Regions from separate parts of the Mus musculus genome. Here region 1 is linked to region 2. The links are chromatin contacts, called in public HiChIP or PLAC-seq maps. All regions are on one chromosome and are shown on one strand. The core of a region is the stretch at or near the end of the contact, and the rest is flanking DNA. Distances in the headings are between cores, read along the strand shown.

Region 1 (4,078 bases), core at 61-2,560, 170 kb before region 2:
AAGAGCTCACCAAAGTGAGCCTGGCTATCGAGCAGCAGCCGATCAGCACAGAAGTTCAGTCAGGATCTGCACTTCGTGCAGTCGGAGTGGTCACCATGCACGCCGAGCTGCGCTGCCTAAGGAGCCCTTTTTTCTGACTCCTCTCCAGATAGGAACTGAGTGGATGATAATTCTCGCTATCCCTTACTAAGAATTCCCAAATTAGGGGCTGGGTGTGTCTCTTCGAGGTGAGCACCCACTTAGTATGTGTAAAAACCAAAGTTTAATCCTGAGCATAGGAGAAGGAGAAACCTTTAAGGGTCATGGCTAAGGGCATAGCTTACTGGCAGACCACATGTGTGACATCCTTGATGTTCTAGGTTCAATTCTAGCACCAAAATAAAGCAGAGCAAGCAACCAACCACTGAGTTTCAGAACACCGCAAGGCTGTTCAAACCCAGACTGGGGCTTTATATATCCACCCACCCACCCACCCACCTACATCTCAGTTCATCCACATGTCCGGCCATCCAGGTTTGGATTAAAAAGCAATTCCCATCTTTTGACCTAAACTCCTAATTCTATGAAAGATCCAAAGGATCCAAAAGAGAAAATGGGATCTAGGCAAAAAATGTTCAGCCAAATACTCCTTATAGAGCAAACAGTGGGAAGAGTGCAGATGTTGGGCTGTGGAGAAGGGCTGGCCACTATAAGACTACTACCATCACCCCAGTCAAGTGAAGAACGTAACATTCCAGATGACACGAAGAAAACCTCTCTCCCTCCCTGTCCCTTTGTGTGTGTCTGTTTGTCTATCTCCCCTCCTTCCTTCCCTGTACTGAAGACAGATCAGATACTGGCATGGAGAAAGGCAGGCAGCTGCTCTACCACAGAGCTATATCCCAGCTCTCCCTTTTGATTTTTATTTGGAAGAGAAAACAAAAATGCTCTTCTGCTTTGTCACTTAGAAATAGGAATATATAAACTTATTTTTAGGGGCATGCCTCAATCTTTATTCTTGTCTGGAGGCAGCATAGATTCCAGCCACAGCAAAAATAGGTGAAGTAAGCCCTCAGTGCTGCCTTGCTTGCAATGTGCCGCAGCTGCCACCAGGGGGAGCGCCTGGACGGAATATGATGAATGCCCAGAGGCAGTGTTTTCACTAAGTCCATGGAAAAGGAGGCTTTTCTTAAACAAACTGGAAAGAGTGCAGTGGGTGATGGCACTTGCCACACAAGCCTGGTGACTTGAAATCAAGCCTGGGGTCCCATAAAAAGGAAGGAGAGGATCAACTCCACCAAGCTGTCCTTTGGCTTCCTCACATTCCCCCGTCCCATATCACACACCTATATCATAATACATTGCTGAAAATGTATTTTTAGTGGGTGGTGGTGGTGCACCCCTTTAATCCCAGCACTCAGGAGGCAGAGCCAAGCAGATCTCTGTGTGTTCAAGGCCAGCTTAGTCTTTACAAAGCAAGTTCCAGGACAGCCAAAACTGTTGCACAGTGAAATCCTATCCCAAACAAACAAACAAACAAACAAACAAACAAAACAAAACCAAAAACAAAAAACCTACCACCACCACCAAAAACAAAAAAGAAAAAGAGGTGTTTTATTTAAACCACCAAAACTGGGCTGGTGAGATGGCTTAGCAGGTAAGAGGGACGGCTGCTCTTCTGAAGGTCCTGAGTTCAAATCCTAGCAACCACATGGTGGCTCACAAACATCTGTAATGAGATCTGACACCCTCTTCTGGTGTGTCTGAAGACAGGTACAGTGTACTTGTCTTTATTTATAATAATAAATCTTTGGGCCAGAGCAAGCAGGGATTAAGCAAGCGAGGCCGACCAGAGAGAGCAGAGGTCCTAAATTCAATTCCCAACAACCACATGAAGGTTCACAACCATCTGTACAGCTACAGTGTACTCATATACATAAAATAAATAAAATCTTAACACTAAAAACACTAGAAGGTTGTGAACAACTACTGTCAAAATATAATCTTGGAAGGTGACCACAGACGTACTGCAGCGTCTTTCCCACACATCAGAACCACAAACCAAGCTCCAGTTGTTCTGCTTCTAGAACAATCCCAGGCACTCACCCGCAGAGGTGAGAGAGAGGGAGTGAGGCAGAACTCAGGGTGATGAGGCTCAGAGCTCCCTGAGGTGGCTCTGGTTTCAGGTAGAGTCACTGCTCTTAAGGAGACAGCCGCACACTCGTGGGCCCACAGATATAAATAAATATACAACGGCAGGGCTGACAAGCCCTTTCCTCACAGGTCACTTCAGATCCAATGTGCCCAGCGACAGGTCACCTCAGTGCAAAAACCCTGCTTCTGGGAGTGGGGCACCAAGGCTCTGCACCCACAGATCTCCAAAGAAACAACGAATGATAAGCATGCAGGATTGTCCTTCCAAGCAAAGATGTAAAACCTGTTCTTTCATCTTGTGTTATCTGTTGGGCCAGGTCATGTTAAGCTACTACAATCAGGACAAGAGGTGGCTAGTAGTCTAAATGACCCTCACAGCCAGGGCCTCCCCAAGGCCCCGCAACCAGGACCAGAGGTGGCTAATAGCCTAAAAAAGCCCTATGCTATTTGTATGACTAAGACCAGGTCAGAGCACTGCTTAGGCCCTTAAGCTAGTGTAGGTAGCCGAGAACCAACCCATCCTCTTGGAAGAAATGGCATGTACCCCAAGTCGAGTTTCAATGTAATTACAATGTCCATGTACACCAGGGATTGTATTATACCAGGAAACTTTTTTTCCAGATTAAACTATGGTTAAATCTGAGGGCTAAAGCCCCTGGCATCAGACTTCCCAAATCTCCATCCAGGTTGATGGTCAATGGGAACCAGGTTCTCACCTCTTCGTGGTTCAAACTCCCTGCCTGACACCCCCCAGAGACCCCCTCCCTCTGACACTTCTCCAGAGGCTGTTCAGGCCAGACATGGTGGCACATGCCTTTAATCCTAGCATTCAGGAGGCAGAGGCAGGTGGATGTCTATGAGTTTGAGAGCAGCCTGGTCTACAGAGTGAAACCCTGCCTTAAAAAAGCAAATAAAAACAACTTTCTTCAATGACCCCACGCATTAGGGGCTCTTTCCTCTCCAGACCCACATGTAATTCTAAGGCCTAACAGCCACGGCTGGGTTTGCTCTCTGGGATCAAGACCTAACCTCTGTGCACAGGGATGAAAAGACTGTCAACTGTAGGCAGTAAAGTGCTGGCATCCATGAAGCCCTAGGTTCTGCCCTCAGCACCATATAAGCTTATGGTAAAGCACTCAGAGGAGGCCCAGCGGAGGGCTAGAAGTTCACAGTCATGCTCAGCCAAGGACCAGAGGTTCCAGCCTGGAATTAAAGGAGACTTGTCTCACAGGGACAGGGCTCCAAGGTCTGTAGGGTCCTCCCCACCTCCTCTCAGCTAAATTCCCTTTTATCAAGGGAAAAGATTCATTTCCTAGGGGCTGGAGAGATGGTTCAGCGGTTAAGAGCACCGACTGCTCTCCCAGAGGTCCTGAGTTCAAATCCCAGCAACCACATGGTGGCTCACAGCCATCTGTAATGGGATCTGATGCCCTCTTCTGGTGTGTCTGAAGACAGAGACAATGTATTTATTTATTTATTTTTAAAGATTTATTTATTATATGTAAATACACTGTAGCTGTCTTCAGACACACCAGAAAAGGGAGTCAGATCTCATTACAGATGGTTGTGAGCCACCATGTGGTTGCTGGGATTTGAACTCAGGACCTCTGGAAGAGCAGTTGGGTGCTCTTACCTGCTGAGCCATCTCACCAGCCCGAGACAGTGTATTTAAATAAAACAAACAAATAAATCTTTTTTTTTTTTTTTAAGATTCATTTCCTAGGCCAAGGTAGAAGATCTATGCTAGGTGTTTTTGTTTTTGTTTTCTCTAAGATCTATGAATGTTTTGCACGTCTGCCCTTGGAGGTCAGAAATGGAGTCCGATCTGCTGAACTGGATTAAGCCCCCATGGAGTTCTGGGAATAGGGCGAAAGGCAAGAACTGACTCATGCCAGTGTTCTCATGCCCTCCACATGTATGAGGACATACATGCACAGCATGGCAA
Region 2 (4,217 bases), core at 1,152-3,651:
CTACATCCCCAAGTCAACCCTAGCCCCATTGGGCAAACATGGACGGCATTAGCTTTGCTAATGGAAGCGTTGACAAAAGGCTGATTCACAGTACATGTGCTGGCTAATTGCTTGCCCTGCCCTAGACAGAAGGAAGGAGATAGAAAACGAGATTTGAATTTCCTTAGAAAACTTGATCAAGTCTATATGAAAGCCACTGTCCCAGCTTGTCCCTGAACGATTTTCAGCGTAGCTGGTCCACCTGGAATAAATCTCTCCTGTTTTCTAACCCCACTTTCTCTGTTTATACATTGAGAAGATAGACAGTAGATGCCAACAGCCCTCTTAGCTGAGCCTTTAGGCATGTGTGAGTATGTAGCCTGGTATCTCTCCAGCTGCCCTGGCTATTCCGGGACAAACACAGAGAGGACAGAAGGGGGCCTGGCAGAGTCACCTTGACAAGAAACTGCCCTGGTCAAGCATCCAAGGTCTCTCCTCCCTGGTTCAGTTATTCCTTCCCATAGTCCAACTCCATTTTTCTCTTACCATCCAAAATGTCTTGTTTACATCACTATTGTCTTTCTACAGTCGAAAGTTCTAGAAGAACTAGGATCTCGCCTGACCCATCTCACAGTTCAGCACCTCGTACCTAGTAGATTCCCTGTGAACATATGTTGACTAAAGAATGAATAAACAAATGGATGGGTGTTGTGGGTAGTGCCAGGGCTGTGCCAAATGTGACCCTGTGACCTGTGCCAACTTCTAAGAGGAGGGGTTGACAACAGAGTCAGGAGACATGAATTCAAGCCCTATACTGCCAATTAGTGGTTGTATGATTTTGGGCACTCACGACCTCTGGAGCCTTGGTTTCTTAATCTGCATATCTAGAAAAATGATCTCACCTGCTGAGGCATATTCTCAGGAATGAGTAGTTACATATGTAACATGACTTAGTGCATAGTAGAGGTTTAAGAGAAGGTAAGTTTCCTTCTCCCCTCCCCCACGTCTCCTGGAGGCTCAGAGGGAGAATGTGTCAGGGGCTATGCTGTGGCTTTGTGGTGGCTTGTGTTGGTTTGGGGGCTTGGGGATTAGACCCAGGATCTTGCACTAGGCAAGCATTCCGAGCCACTGAGCCAAATCCATGTGCAGGAGAGTATTATGCCTGGACCTCAAACGCTTTCATCAGTAGCCTCGGGGATCTAGAGTTCAGAGACAACTCAGTCAAAGATCTCATTTTTATTTCCCTCGTTTTGTGGCACCAGAGGTTGAAGCCTGGGTCTCCGGCACACTAGGCGAGCAATTGGTCAGCGCTTTATATCTCCAGCCTGTTGATGTTGTTGTTGACAGGGTCTCACTGTATATCCCCGGCTGACCCAGAACTCAACAGGCAGACAAGGATAACTGAACGTCTTATCCTCCTGCCCACACCACTGGAATGCTGGGGTTACACATCTGGTGGAACACACGGGGCCTCCTCCAGGGGTTTTTAGAGTGGCCTGAGGCTGGGGCCGGCTTTCAGAAAGAAGAAATGTGTGTTCTGGTTTGAGGCAGGTCAAGCTGTGCCCTGACAGAAACTGGGGTATAGTAGCTGTTTCTAAGTCCTGGATTCTTCTTCCCTGTCTTTTAATCCTTAGTCTGCCTTTTAGGAAAATGGAAGGCTACAGAATTTGCTATATTATTATTACGAGAATGACAAGAAAAAAATACTGCGGCGATGAACAGGGCGATTCGATTTCGATTCTCCCTCCTGCCCATGACACATATATTTAAAATCTGAAAAGGAGGAGGGGATAAGATTCAAAAGTAGCAATAAGCCTCGGCCTCTATGATCTGTAGAGAGAAAGAGAAAAAAAATAGTAATATCCATCCCAGAAAAACCCTGGGTGGGCCCAGATGGAGCAAAGAGCTACATAGATCTTTAAACCTCCATCAGGACCATAACTGACACTCACATGCTACATGATGATGGGTAATAACGCCCTCTCTCTAAGCAGATTTCACCTCACCTAAGATGGAACAGGTACGCCAGGCATGCGGTAATTCGAAGGGCCAATCAAAGGAATAAATTAGAAAGCGGCCGGGCCGCCTTGTCAACACGGCAACATTACTCTACACAGACCTCCCTCGACTTCTGCCGCTGGAGGGCGCTGTCCCTCTAAGTCCCGGCAGGCTCGGGCCAATCGCAAGCAGCAGCTTCTTTAAAGACCAAAGGAGGGAATTCGGTCCGAGAGAGGGGGCGGGGAAGGGGCGTGCCTTTCAGCCAATCAGAAACTCCTGAGAGCCAGCGATTCCCTTGCAAAACTGTGTTGGCCCGTGATAGGGGGAGGGACAAGAGGAGGGCATCTCCTGCTGTGTGACAGCTGTGCTGACCAATGGGCGTGCGGCCCGCGGCCTATAAGTGTCAGCTGGGCCCGAGCCGCCTGGCTCTAAGATCTGTTAGTCCTCCCTGCCGTCGGGGGTGTTCCCTGGGTTTGCCTCGCCGCCGCCGGGTCCCCGCACCCCGCCTTGGCCCGTGCACAGCCACTCTCCCTGCCCTCCTCGCCTTCACCATTCCCGGGTTTCTGCCGTCCAGGCACCGGGGCCGGGTGAATGATGCCGTCGGAGAGTGGAGCTGAGAGCCTGGAGCAGCCAGCTGCGCAGGTGGGGACCGGTGCAGCCTCGGCAGTGGCCACGGCTGGGGCGGCCGGCGGCGGCCCGGACCCGGAGGCCTCCTCGGCCTCCCTGGGACGGCACCAGAGTCGGCTGAGCTGGCCACAGGTGAAGCGGCTGGACGCGCTGCTGAAAGAGCCGATCCCCATTCACGGACGAGGCAACTTCCCCACGCTGAGCGTGCAGCCCCAGCAGATCGTGCAGGTGAGGGGGACCCTGGCAGGGTCGGGGGTGGGGTGGTGCTCTGCTGCAAGGTACCTGGAGTCTATGACTGGCCGGGAAGCTAGGGAAACTAAGAAACAGGAACCCGACTACTAGTTCAGCTCTTCCTGCACCCTGCTGAGCTTGCCTGCTTGCCGTTCTGGGGACCTCTTATTCCCTTGGGAACCACTCACCAAGACCCTGGCTGGGAAATGGGGTGGAGATGGAGGAGGCACTAGATGGGACATCGCCCTGGCAGTCGCCAGTGAGGAGGGTGTGTACCTGGTTCCAGAATAGCTTTTCTTCTTCTACCTCACATCCTTGGACCTCCTGCACCCTCAGGGTTCTAGGGCACTCTGCCCTTGTGTTCCCACAACCCTTAGCTCAAGAAGCCTTGGCTAGGTGAAACAGCCCAGAAATTCCTGGGAAAGCTCCCAACCTCCCACGTGTTGCGGCCAGACCGGAGACCTCACCCCTTTGAAGATAGCATCAAATTTCCATTTTAGGGGTTCCTTCTCCCTTAAGGCTAGAATGAAGGCCGGCCCAAGGTTCAGACCCCAAAACACTATCTCCCTCCTGAGGATCAGATTCTGGCAGCTGCCCCCCTCCCCCATCAAACTACAGCTCTTTTAACCTAACCCTGCAAGACCCCAAACTTGCTCTTTCTGCATACAGCCCGAGCACTGTGGAATTCTGAAATACCAGAGGATGCCCGTTCTTATACCCCATTCTAACTGAGGCCTCGGGTGGGAGGGTGAGCTACCTACCAAAGGCTATCCAGTGAGGTGGAGGTCAGGTTCAGGGAGGGAGTCCTGGAGCTCCCCAGGAACAGATGGTATCTGATCAACAGTTCCTCTCCCCCCCCATCCCCATCCCACCCCACTCCCCAGATTCCCAAACTCAACATCTAGTCCTGAAGTCCCTGTATAATGAAACCCAGAAAAGTTAGCTAGTGCTAGTTCCTGTGTGTTCCTGTCAATCATGGTCTTTCCACACAAGCCAGGTAAAGCTGGGCTTTATCATTCCCCACCCCCTTACTACAGCCTTCCACAGAGAGGGAGGGTGGCTGTTGGGGGACGGTCAGTCTTGCCCTCCCTCCCTAGGAACGGGGAATGAGGTGGAGGGTGTGGGGATGGATTCTCGAGGGCTGACTCACTGGCTGTCCCAGTGGGGCTGGCTATGGCATTCCATGCTCCCCTGACGTTGCCTGGATTATTAGTAAATGGCTTCAGCTTGTTTTGTTTTGAGATTAGGGTCCTCCTATGTTTTGTCCAGGCACCTATGAAACTCAAATGATCCTCCTGCCCCCAGCTTCCTCTGTAGCTGGGACTACAGGTGTGTCGCTACCCTTATGCTGGTTTTTCTCTGGAAGGAAACCCCCAGAATTC

Evidence for each region. HiChIP or PLAC-seq counts read pairs in DNA pulled down with a chosen protein or histone mark.
Region 1: an H3K4me3 HiChIP or PLAC-seq map of bone marrow-derived macrophages shows a contact between it and region 2, with 2.3 times the contacts expected there. The contact joins the enhancer-like site here to the promoter of Tent5b in region 2. A contact is called at or near these places in 5 of 39 promoter capture datasets (the 3T3-L1 cell line, the C10 cell line, HPC-7-derived erythroid cells and 2 more), 1 of 15 datasets of contacts at CTCF or cohesin (large pre-B cells), 7 of 115 datasets of contacts at active chromatin or transcription factors (bone marrow-derived macrophages, embryonic basal ganglia, embryonic forebrain and 3 more) and 4 of 9 other capture datasets (adipose tissue, embryonic stem cells, macrophages and 1 more).

Annotation. Positions count from the first base shown.
Region 1 is chr4:133,309,046-133,313,123 of GRCm38.p6, forward strand. The region is part of intron 5 of Wdtc1 (WD and tetratricopeptide repeats 1); the gene reads right to left. Among named protein-coding and RNA genes, the nearest start is that of Wdtc1, 28 kb to the right of the region's middle. Within about 2 kb of position 1,311, at least 5 of the 459 cell types and tissues checked have an H3K27ac peak or open chromatin away from gene starts, as enhancers often do. A contact at or near this core is called in bone marrow-derived macrophages, where this site is marked.
Region 2 is chr4:133,477,732-133,481,948 of GRCm38.p6, forward strand. Tent5b (terminal nucleotidyltransferase 5B) reads left to right here and starts at 2,402. Exons shown (of 2, transcript NM_175307.6): 1 at 2,402-2,832. The coding sequence starts at 2,569. Gm13257 (a long non-coding RNA gene) reads right to left here. Exons shown (of 3, transcript XR_390815.4): 3 at 3,746-4,217.